2 separate regions of the Zea mays genome follow, and region 1 is linked to region 2. A link is a contact called in public Hi-C data. All regions are on one chromosome and are shown on one strand. The core of a region is the stretch at or near the end of the contact, and the rest is flanking DNA. Distances in the headings are between cores, read along the strand shown.

What was found. A called contact is a pair of places that touch in the nucleus more often than the background predicts.
Region 1: a Hi-C map of ear shows a contact between it and region 2, with 2.7 times the contacts expected there. The contact joins the promoter of LOC103653625 here to the promoter of LOC100191591 in region 2. A contact is called at or near these places in 2 of 25 Hi-C or Micro-C datasets (ear and leaf).

Annotation. Positions count from the first base shown.
Region 1 is chr4:120,184,062-120,189,340 of Zm-B73-REFERENCE-NAM-5.0, reverse strand. It overlaps LOC103653625 (zinc finger transcription factor YY1), which reads right to left and starts at 2,231. Exons shown (of 6, transcript XM_008680469.4): 1 at 1,789-2,231; 2 at 1,650-1,708; 3 at 800-999; 4 at 600-689. The coding sequence starts at 1,850.
Region 2 is chr4:119,433,686-119,439,693 of Zm-B73-REFERENCE-NAM-5.0, reverse strand. It overlaps LOC100191591, which reads left to right and starts at 4,629. Exons shown (of 4, transcript NM_001137021.1): 1 at 4,629-5,309; 2 at 5,796-6,008. The coding sequence starts at 4,920.

The DNA of each region.
Region 1 (5,279 bases), core at 982-3,481, 750 kb before region 2:
AATAACAAATGCCAAAAGCCACATTTAATTAACCAATTAGAAATATGACATATCCTATCCATCCCTTGCTTTCATGCATCCTAGAAAGCTTCAAGTGAACCTTGCGAATGATACCCTACCACCAACAAAGAGCATCTTGTTGGCACCACTCTGCTTGAGATTTTCCCTTTCCCCGACAACAAAGAGGCATTATTTAAGCATTTTAGGCTGTTTGCACAAGGGTAGTTCCTATGTAACCCCTCCCGGATAGTTGCAAAACAACTATTATGAGTACAACCATTGTTTAAACGTTATCTTTCTCGTTTGTATGTATGTTAAAAACTTTGTGGAATATGGAGTATGAAATAATGCATTAAAATGACCATGACTAAATCTTAACACAGCAAATGGAACAGAATGAAATGATCAAAGCTTTAGAACATGGTTGCACCAGAAAAGAAACCAAGCAACAAACATTTCTATATCCAGTACAAATTTCTACTTCACGATCAAGCATTTTTAGTAACATGCTACGAATGAGAAAAGTACAAATCACCACATGATCATAACAAACGTCAGGAAATGAATAGCAAACACAATGGAGCAGACAGTGAGATTACCCTCCCACAACCTTCATGTGGGCACACAAAATTCTTCTCTCCAGTATGGATAAGAAAATGTCTCTTCAACTTAGAGCTATCTAAGAATTTCTGCAAAATCAAATTTACCCGAAAAAAGATTAGTCAAGCAACTGAAATGGGACCATGCCTTTGCAGACTGAAGATTACTCTGGGATGTGAAAAGGAAGGGTAAACAGTACCTTGCCACAGTTCTCATAGTGGCAGATATATTGCCTCTCCCCATGGACATGAGCGTGCTTCTTAAGAGCCCCTACATCAAAAAATGTCTTCCCACATCCTTCGTAGCTGCACAGGAAGAGAACCTCAGAGTTTGGTTCAGGCATTGCAGATGCTGCCCCCTGCTCCTTATCCTTAGCCTTCAAAGCTGCCAGTCTATCCTCTGTAAATAAATCCAATAATAATATTAACAGCGGAATGAAAAGGTTATATCATAGAAGAAACAATTCACTACCCTATAGTTATTAACAGCCATGAAACAATCAGAATATATAACAAAGAATTCCATCTTCCTGTGTGCCCTTGTTGGCATTGTGTGAGAACTTCATAATCTTCATAAATAAGTTGGCAGTGTTCATTACATTGTCCAAATCAGTCAGGACATGTCGGCAATTAAAAGAACACATTGGTATGCTGGTGGCAACCCCCAAAGAGAATGTACTAAGTTTTTCCTCTAGTTTGAACTGAACTGACCACTCTTACTTGGAGACTAACAAGCATATATGTACTGCTCTACTGAAATCTCAATTTTTCTGGGTGGAACTAAACAACCATCCCTTCGTGTGCTGAAGTATTACAAATTAGAAATATGTGATGCAACCAGTATAAGAAACATGAAAAGACCTTGCTTGCTCCACCTGTCTTTAAAGAATTGGAAATTCGCGTGGATACGGATGAATCACTGGTGAAGTACCAGACAGGGCAATTATCATCAGTGCAAAACATGACGATGACATGACAGTACAGTCATAGAATAAAAGGCTGCGGTTTGACAGCAGCAGCAGCAGCAAGCAATCAGCGGGCGCAATCTACCTCGCACCCACTTGTAGAGCGTGCAGGGGCCTCCGGTGACGACCAGATCTTGCGGGACCCTAAAGAGGCAACAGATCAGATGGAAATCGAGGGAGGAGGGAGACTGTGCGAGCCATCGGACGGCAGGCGAGCAACTAACCACTCCTTCACCCAGCGGTAACGGCGGCGTGTGATATGCATCTCCGGGGGCGGCGGGCGCATAGAGCCGGCGCGCGGCGCTGGAGGAGAGGGGCAGGGCTAGGGATTGGGGGCAAAGGGGGGGGGGGGGGGGGGGGGGGGGGGGGGGGGTGGAGGGGTGGGTAGGAAGACTACGAGGAGCACGAGACAGACTCCTTGGTGCGATAGGATTAGGCATGGTGGTGACCGCCCCACCCCAGGCTCCGCGAGGAGATGTATGCCTATGGATGCCATGCCCGACCCGGCGACTCTCAAGCGCCGTCCGACTCCAAGCTCAACACGGTGGGGTGGGGTGGGGTGGGCCATCTGATGGCTCGAGGCACCGCGTTTCTTCTGCCTTTTTCAGGGCGTGCGCTGCCGCCCTTCGTCTTCCGTGGTGCGCAACAATGGGGGATGCCGTCAACTGCTGAAAGAGTGGGGAGATCTAAGGGGTCAAAAAGCAAATGGGCCTTAAACAACACAAATTTTACAAAAAAAAAACACAGAACAACGACATTATTCTCATCTGCAAGTAGCAACATAAATTTTGCCCTCCGGACCATCTGGGTGAAGACACCGTGCTATTGTCAGACCGTCCGATCAAGATCTCGGACCGTCCAATGTCAACAGAAGCATCGTCTTAGTTGATTCGGTTAATAATGTGCCGATACAATTGATTGGAGAACGTTTTTAGTTGCATATCTGCATGACCCAAATGTTAGGACAAACATAAATATTCAGTGTATTGTTTTTAAGTATGTTCTCCTCGATGATAAATTTTATCGCTGAATTCTTGATGATGTTTTGCTTAAGTGTCTGGCCTCTAATGATGCTACATTAGTTATGGTTGAAGTGCATGAAGTCATTTGTGGTACCCATTAATCAGCTCTAAAAATGAATTGGTTTTTGTGAAGATATAGTTTTTATTAGCATGGTATAATAACCGATTGTTTTAAGTACTACAAAAGTTGTCAAAAATGTTAAAAGTTTGGTAATCTACAATTGGTGACTACCGCTGAACTACATCATATTATCAAACATTGGCCCTTTAGGATGATAGAGTTTGGACTTTGTAAGAGAAATTCATCATTTATCGTCGAAGGGACATTGGTTTATGCTAGTCGCAACATACTACTTCACCAAGTGGACAGAAGTCGTTGCACCGAAAAATATTACACTCGGGGATGTAATTGAGTTTGTGACTGAGCATATTATTCATAGATTCGACATTCCTTAGACTTTGACTACATATCAAGAGACTTCTTTCATGTGAAAAGAGGTATGTGAGTTTTCTTAATTGTATAAGATCAAACTACTCAATTCTTCTTCATATTATGCTCAGGCCAATGTGAAAGTAGCCTAGAGGAGGTGAATAGGCTACACCTGAAAATTCTAACAAAAACTTCCAACTTTTTTGAGAACAACCATTTCAACCGGCAAGGCCGGTTCAACCGCTATGGAATGCCAGTTGAACTGCATTACTGTAACACCTCAAAACCATCAACTTAAAATAATGCATTTAAACTTTAGTGGTAATTATTTCAAGTGTTTGATCTTATTTGCATTTAGAATAATTGTTGTTTACTCATATTTGATTTATGGTTGTTTTTTGGGAATTTCTTTTATATTGAAAACCTTATTAATTAATATATATACACATTCTGGTCCAAAAATAAATTCTTTAATGATAAATAATGTTGGTATAATTATTATGAAGTTTTAGAGATATTTAAAAATATATTTCATTATATTTTAGAGAAATAAGGATAAAAGAAAAAAAGGAAACCCTAATCTAAACCGGCCGAATTTGGCCCATCTGCGGCCCAGCCGCCGCGCCACCTTTCCCCTCCCCACCCTCACCGACACCCCCCACGGGTCTCCTCCTTCCTCCAGCCGCCGCACGGGCGCGCGCGCCCAACCCCGCCCGGACGCGTCGACCCGTCTGCGCCCTCTCAACTCCCTCCGAGCCGGAAACGGCCGGCTCCTCTCCCTCTCCTCCCCAGTCCCCTCTTCTCCGGGCCGGTAACGGCCATGGTTATGGCCAACGCCATTAATGGCGTTTTGATGGCGTCGCGGCCGTTCTCTCGCCCTCCCGAGCTCTCCCTCTTCCTCTCTATAAAGCCGAGGCTGAGTCCCTTCTCTCTTCCTCCCCTACCCGCGCTCTCCTCTCCAATCGCGCCGAGCCTCTCCCCTTCTCTCTCGCGCCGTCGTTCGCCGTTCTCTGGAGCTCTGCGCTCCTCGTCGTCCGCTCCCACGCCGTCGAGCCCACCTGAGCCACAACGTCGTGACCCCGGTGATTCCCCCACTGCCCCTTGCTCGGTCGACCACTCCCCCTCGCCGAGCTCTTCCCTGTGCACACGAGCCAGCCTGAGGTAGAAGGTGATTTTTTTGCGTTTTAGCCCATGTGCTTGTGTAAAGCTAATTCCGAAATATCCAGTTCAGAAACTATTAAAAAGAGATTCCTTATGTATATGTTTAATTATAGATCAGCCATGTAACAATATTTTGGATATGGACATTATTTTTGTATTTCAAAAATAAATAAGATATGTCACGATTCTTTAATTTTGTGATTAAGTACTAGAAACATTTGCAACTAACTTCTCATTTTAGCACATAAAACAATATTATGTTAGTAATTGTTAAGTACAGTTTTAATGATATAAGATATTGAAATAAGTACTAGGCCACATCTTTTGGTCAGGATAAAATTTAGAGTTTGTCTAATCATGATATTTGTGTTCCTACACATATCGCTTATTCACTAAGAATTAGTTAAATATCTATCTATGTCGAAATAACCATGATTAAAGTTCAAAATTTGTAATTTACATTAATTCTTAGAATATTAATGTTATGTGATTTATTAATAAACATTTTAGCGGTACCGTATAATTTCTATTTAGAAAAGAAAGGAAGAAACCAAAAGATTATTATTAGTCATAAAGAAAATAATTAATTAGTAATTTATTTCTCTAGAATTTGTTAAGTTATTTCATCCAAGCTATGTTAGCTAAAATACCTTCATAGTCACATGCTCATATAATTTTCACCAATGATAATTTAAAGTGAAATTTTTTGTGGATTAATAAAATAATTATGATTTAGGCATTATTTATAAGTATAATTTGCTTGTGTGGGGGGACAGATATCCCCTGAGTCCACTAGAAGGTGAAAGATTCTTGCGCGAGGCCTCGGGCCAATTACCCCGTAAGGCCATCTCTTCGTGGGCCGGGAAAAAACTACGGGCGGAATGGGCCGGTCCGAGAAGGCGATGGACTCGAGCCCAGATGGTCCGTCGAATCGTGCATTATCCCAAGAAACCGTCCGACTTTCCCGCGCCTGACACCCTCGAATGTCGGGTGGGTCAAGGATGAGTCGGCGAGATTTTCAGGAGATTGGTTCAGTCGGTTCACTATTAGTTAGGAGATATGTGATCATCACATACGTAAGGAGTGCCCCACGGTCGTATAT
Region 2 (6,008 bases), core at 3,380-5,879:
GTCCACCAAAGCGAAGTCGCTTGGTGGGTCGAGGCTGAATCCAAAAGGCACGAGATGGGAATCGGTCGGTACCTCATGGTCAACGGGCGGTGACGAAGTCACGTCAGGGGCAGACTGCACCGTCGTCTCAGGTACCAGGGTGACACCCAGCAAGTCTTTTGCGAGCGTGCTGGCATCGTCCGTCCGCTTGGAGTTGGCGTGTTGCGGGGAGACGGTGCTCGCCTTCGTCTCAGACGCGAAGTCGATGCCCGTCGCGCCCCCCGTTGGGGCGCTGGCGCCGTCGACTCGCTCGACAGTCGACGAGGTGCTGCCTCCTGCTTGGCCTCGGTTGCCCCGCCTCCTCCTCCGTCGGCGGGGGAGGGGACGGGACAAGCCCGAATGTTGTTCTTCCGCCACGTGGGGAAGACGTCGTCGGTTCCGCCACCGACGGGCGGGTTGTCGGCCGCCATTGTCGCTGTCGCGCGGCGGGGGAAGGAGTATCATGTCGTAGCTGCCGCCGAGGGACATGAACTCAAGACTCCCGAAACGGAGCACCGTCCCAGGCTGGAAAGGTTGCTGGAGACTACCCATCTGGAGCTTGACGGGAAGCTATTCGTCAACACGCAGCAGGCCCCTACCTTGCGTGCCAACTATCGGCGTTTCGACCTCGGGGGGTCCTTGGACCGACGAGTAAATTGTCGCCGCGTGCCCCAGCCCAGATGGGTCGGCGCGAGACGGAGCACGAAGGGGGGAGACAGGCGTAAAAGGGGAAACCTGCGGCCTTCGTGTTTGTCCCGCGCCCAGGTCGGGTGCGCTTGCAGTAGGGGGTTACAAGCGTCCGCGAGGGAGGGAGCGAGAGGCCTATGCGCGCGCCGTCCCGTCCTTCCCCGCGCGGCCAACCCTCTGTAAGAGGGCCCTGGACCTTCCTTTTATAGGCGTAAGGAGAGGATCCAGGTGTACAATGGGAGGTGTAGCAGTGTGCTAACGTGTCTAGTAGAAAAGAGCTAGTGCCCTAAGTACATGCCGTCGTGGCAGCCGGAGAGGTTTTGGCACCCAGTTCGTGTGGTGTCGTGGCCGTCGGAGGAGCGCTGGAGCCTGGCGGAAGGACAGCTGTCGGGGTTGTCGAGTCCTTGCTGACATCTCCTTGCTTCCGTAAGGGGGCTGAGAGCCGCCGTCGTCATGGAGCACGCGGGGCGCCATCATTACTTGTTTACCGGGGCGAGCCAGATGGGATGCCGGTCTTGTTCCCCGTAGTCTGAGTTAGCTTGGGGTAGGGTAATGATGGCGCCTCCTGTGACGTGGTCGGTCCGAGCCCTGGGTTGGGCGAGGTGGAGGCTCCTCCGAGGTCGAGGTCGAGTCCGTCTTCCGAGGCCGAGGTCGATTCCGAGCCCCTGGGTCGGGTGAGGCGGAGACCGTCGGCTGAGGCCAGGGCTGAGTCCGAGCCCTGGGGTCGGGTGAGGCGGAGTTCGTCGTCTTCTGGGGCCGAGCCCGAGTCCGAGCCCTGGGGTCGGGCGAGGCGGAGTTCGTCGTCTTCTGGGGCCGAGCCCGAGTCCGAGCCCTGGGGTCGGGCGAGGCAGAGTTCGTCGTCTTCCGGGGCTGAGCCCGAGTCCGAGCCCTAGGGTCGGGCGAGGCGGAGTTCGTCGTCTTCCGGGACCGAGCTCGAGTCCGAGCACTGGGGTCGGGCGATGCGGAGTTCGTCGTCTTCCGGGGCTGAGCCCGAGTCCGAGCCCTGGGGTCGGGCGATGCGGAGTTCGTCGTCTTCCGGGGCTGAGCCCGAGTCCAAGCCCTAGGGTCAGGCGATGCGGAGTTTCCTATGGCGCCTTAGGCCGGACTTGGCTGCTGTCAGCCTCACTCTGTCGAGTGGCACAGCAGTCGGAGCGGCGCAGGCGGCGTTGTCCTCTTGTCAGGCTGGTTAGTGGAGCGGCGAAGTGACTGCGGTTACTTCGGCTCTGTCGACTGAAGGGCGCGCGTCAGGATAAGGTGTCAGGCCACCTTTGCATTAAATGCTCCTGCGATACGGTCGGTCGGCGTGGCGACTTGGCCAAGGTTGCTTCTTGGCGAAGACTGGGCCTCGGGCGAACCGAAGGTGTGTCCGTTGCTAGAGGGGGTCCTCGGGCGAGACGTAAATCCTCCGGGGTCGGCTGCCCTTGCCCGAGGCTGGGCTCGGGCGAGGCGAGATCGTGTCCCTTGAGTGGACCGAGCCTTGACTAAATCGCACCCATCAAGCCTTTGCAGCTTTGTGCTGATGGGGGTTACCAGCTGAGATTAGGAGTCTTGGGGGTACCCCTAATTATGGTCCCCGACATATATAGATAGAGCACGCAAGCGGAGAAAGAAGCACAGCCGGAGCAGCTCCAAACCAAGAGCCACCCGCACCGGGCGTCAGTCCGAGAAGGGCGATAGGATACGAGTGTCTTCACAGCACTGGACCCGCCGAAGCGACACAACACCACCACCAACTCCATAGCATATGTCGACTGCTATCACGCTACGGGTCTTAGTTATCCAATATCTCAGACCTGGACTCCTCATCGCTAAGATAACCTAAGCGTGGTAGGCGCCACCATGTCCTCCTTGACGTCACACACGGAGAAAGGCCAGGATCATGACCAACTCGCCCCGTACCCGCGTCGACGAGCGTCGGTCGGCTCATGGCTGCGATCGTGGGCGGGGGTAGCAGGTTGGGGTGGAAGAATAGGGCGAAGACAGGGAAGACGAACGGGACGTCCGACGACGGGGAAAACGATGGTGCACGCATGATGTGAAATATCCTCGTGGACGTGCAATAGCCACTGTGCGGTGTCGGGGCTGGTGTCGAATGAATACTGGGAGCAGGCGCATGCTCCTACGCCCTCTGTCGAGAATGGGGTGGCGCGGAGGTGGAGACATGAGGGGAGAGAGAGAAGAAGTAGAATGTCGAACGAGGTGGTGACAACTGAGGCGAAGACCATCATTATCATGCGGAGGTATAAATGGCCAAATGGGCCGTGTCTGGTGAGCCGGCCCGAGGCACAACCCATTTAGTAGTCCCTGGGCCAATCCGACACGAGCGTCGTGTGGTGCTTGGGCCGTAGCCTCGGCCCATAGTGCTGGCCCGGCCCGACACGATTTTTTTTAAAAATCATATATACATATGTACAATTTGTATTCAATATTATAAACACTTCAGCATGATGTTCTCCTGGTTAGATAGATTCACCTATTGTCTTTCACCCTTCTTCCATCAAAGGTGTGGGTTCAAACCCCACCTCCTGCACCCCTTTTTAACATACCACACCAGGCTAGTTTAGTAACTCCATTTTTCAAAGAGATTACTATTTTTCTAATAGAAAATAAACTAATTTCTCTTGTGAAAATAGAAATCTCTTAGGGCTAGTTTGGTAACCCCATTTTTTTAAGGGATTTTCATTTTTCGAGGAAAATTAGTTCAATTTACATTGGTAAAATAGAAATCCTTTGAAAAAATAGAGTTCCCAAACTAGCTCTTAGAGAAATAGAGTTCAAGAACTAGCCTTAGGGTGTGTTTGGTCGCGGAGTGGAGAAAATGGAATATCCCGAAACTTCCATATGAAAATTTATCATAAATAGTTGGAATTCTCTCACTCCAAAAAAATTGAATGCGAGTGCTCTTATCCCTCTACTACTCTCTACACTCATATGGATCTCCAATCAAACAGAGAACGGAGCGGCTTCACTCTATTATACTCTTCAACCAAACAAAAATGGAGCAACTCTGTTCTGTTTGCCAAATGCGAAATAGAACGACACTATTTTAGAAAAACTGGAATGGAATTGCTCCATTCTAGTTGACTCTCTAATCAAGCGCATCCTTAAAGAGGATTTAGGGTCTGTTTGGTTCGTGGTTACCTACGCTACACTTTAACTAAGGTTAGTCGTTCGAATTAAAAAGCTAGGGCCTGTTTGGTTCGATGCCTAACTTGTCATACTTTGCCTAACTTTTCTGTCTAAGGTTAGTTTTCAATTCGAACGACTAACATTAGGCTAAGTGTGACACATTTAGTCACAAACTAAACAACCCTAATCTTAAACAGAAAAGTTAGGTAAAGTGTGGCAAATTAGATAGTGAACCAAACAAAGTCTTTAATTCTATCTTATCTCTTTTCATCCACCTTAACTGAATAAGACCTAAATGAGAGATTCAACGATGATCAGTATCCTACGGTCCTACCCCATAAGGAAACGATACAAAACACACTCCGTAGTTAAGCTTAAGCATATCCACAGGATTAAATCCTAGACAAAAATGAGCCAAGCAGATCCTACGAGCTCCGGCCTACGGCTGCCGCGCGACCCCGCCAGCTTCCCCCAAATCGCCGGGCATCTCGGCACCGTTGCCCGACGCCCTGCCCGTCCTCCCCCGTGGGAGCAGGGCAGCAGGCAGCCACTCGACCGCGATCACCGTGCCACGTCGGCGCCGCGTCCTCCCCACCCTCCACCAACCCCACGTGCAACACAGCTGCACCTGCACACCCGCTCTAGCTGTTTGCTTCGACCCACCAAAATCCCGCACCCCCAGGAACGAAGCTGCCGGGCAACCACCTTCATCCACGCGAGGGCCCCCTTGACCCACCAATCCACCATTGCTCGCTATAAGACTCCGTGGTGCCGCACGGCTCCGCCGCCGGCGAGGCCTCATCTCGGTTTACTATAAGAGTATAAGTACGTCTCCGCAACAAGCTAATCTTTTTTTTGCCCCCTCCTTCCACGTCCCCACCCTGCCGTCGTCGCTACTCGCATAGAGATTCGCGCGGCCGTGTCTTGCTCGCGCCTGCCCCCTTCCTTCCTTGTCGTGCCAGCGCCCAGATCTCTCGCTCGCCGGCGCTCGGGCCAGATCTGGGTGGGGGCTCGGAGGCGGAGCCGGGCGCAGGTTTGGTTTGACCCAAGGGGCGAGGAGGAGAGGGAAGAAGACCCCGGACGCCATGGAGCTGGCGGTTGGCGGCGGGATGCGGCGGTCGGCGTCGCACACCTCGCTGTCGGAGTCGGATGACTTTGAGCTCACGCGGCTGCTCAGTAAGCCGCGGATCAACGTCGAGCGCCAGCGCTCCTTCGACGACCACTCTCTCAGCGACGTCTCGCACTCCGGCGGATACGGCAGGGGTGGCTTCGACGGCATGTACTCGCCTGGGGGCGGCCTGCGCTCCCTCGTCGGCACGCCGGCCTCCTCCGCGCTGCACTCCTTCGAGCCCCACCCTATCGTCGGCGACGCCTGGGAGGCGCTCCGCCGCTCCCTCGTCTTCTTTCGCGGCCAGCCCCTTGGCACCGTTGCCGCCGTCGACCACGCGTCCGAGGAAGTCCTCAACTACGACCAAGTGGGCTGTCACTCCATTTTATAGCTCCCTCTTGTGAAAAATTGATTATTACTTGTAATAGACATTCATATCGCTTAGAAAATGGTATAAATGTATATTCGACACATTCATATCGCTTAGAAAGTATCAGTTAAAAAAAGTCATTTAGGTAGTATTGTAAGTCTCTTATGCTCTTTTATGTCTAAATTTTAACTGACAGGCGTTTGAAGTATTTATATTGTAATTTATGCCTTCGAATTTAAAATTTAGGAGTATCTTGTTATCCAGTGCATGTATATCAAATTACATTGTAATTCTACAACTGTTACTACCAAATTGAAAAATGGTTCTATCGAATTGTATAATCATTTTTGGTGGCATACCCTTAGATAAAAATCTTAGATCCACCACTGTTGTTGACACAAGTTGAAAATTATTTGATTCCAAGCTTGTCATTCGAAGCTCGTAGGAGTACATATATCTTATTCAGGGTACCTTGGTGGGCAGGTGTTTGTGAGGGATTTCGTGCCGAGTGCACTGGCGTTTCTGATGAATGGCGAGCCAGATATTGTCAAGAACTTCCTTCTCAAGACCCTGCTGCTGCAGGGCTGGGAGAAGAAAGTCGACCGGTTCAAGCTTGGGGAGGGAGCCATGCCGGCTAGCTTCAAGGTGATGCATGACGCCAAGAAGGGGGTCGAGACCCTACATGCTGATTTTGGA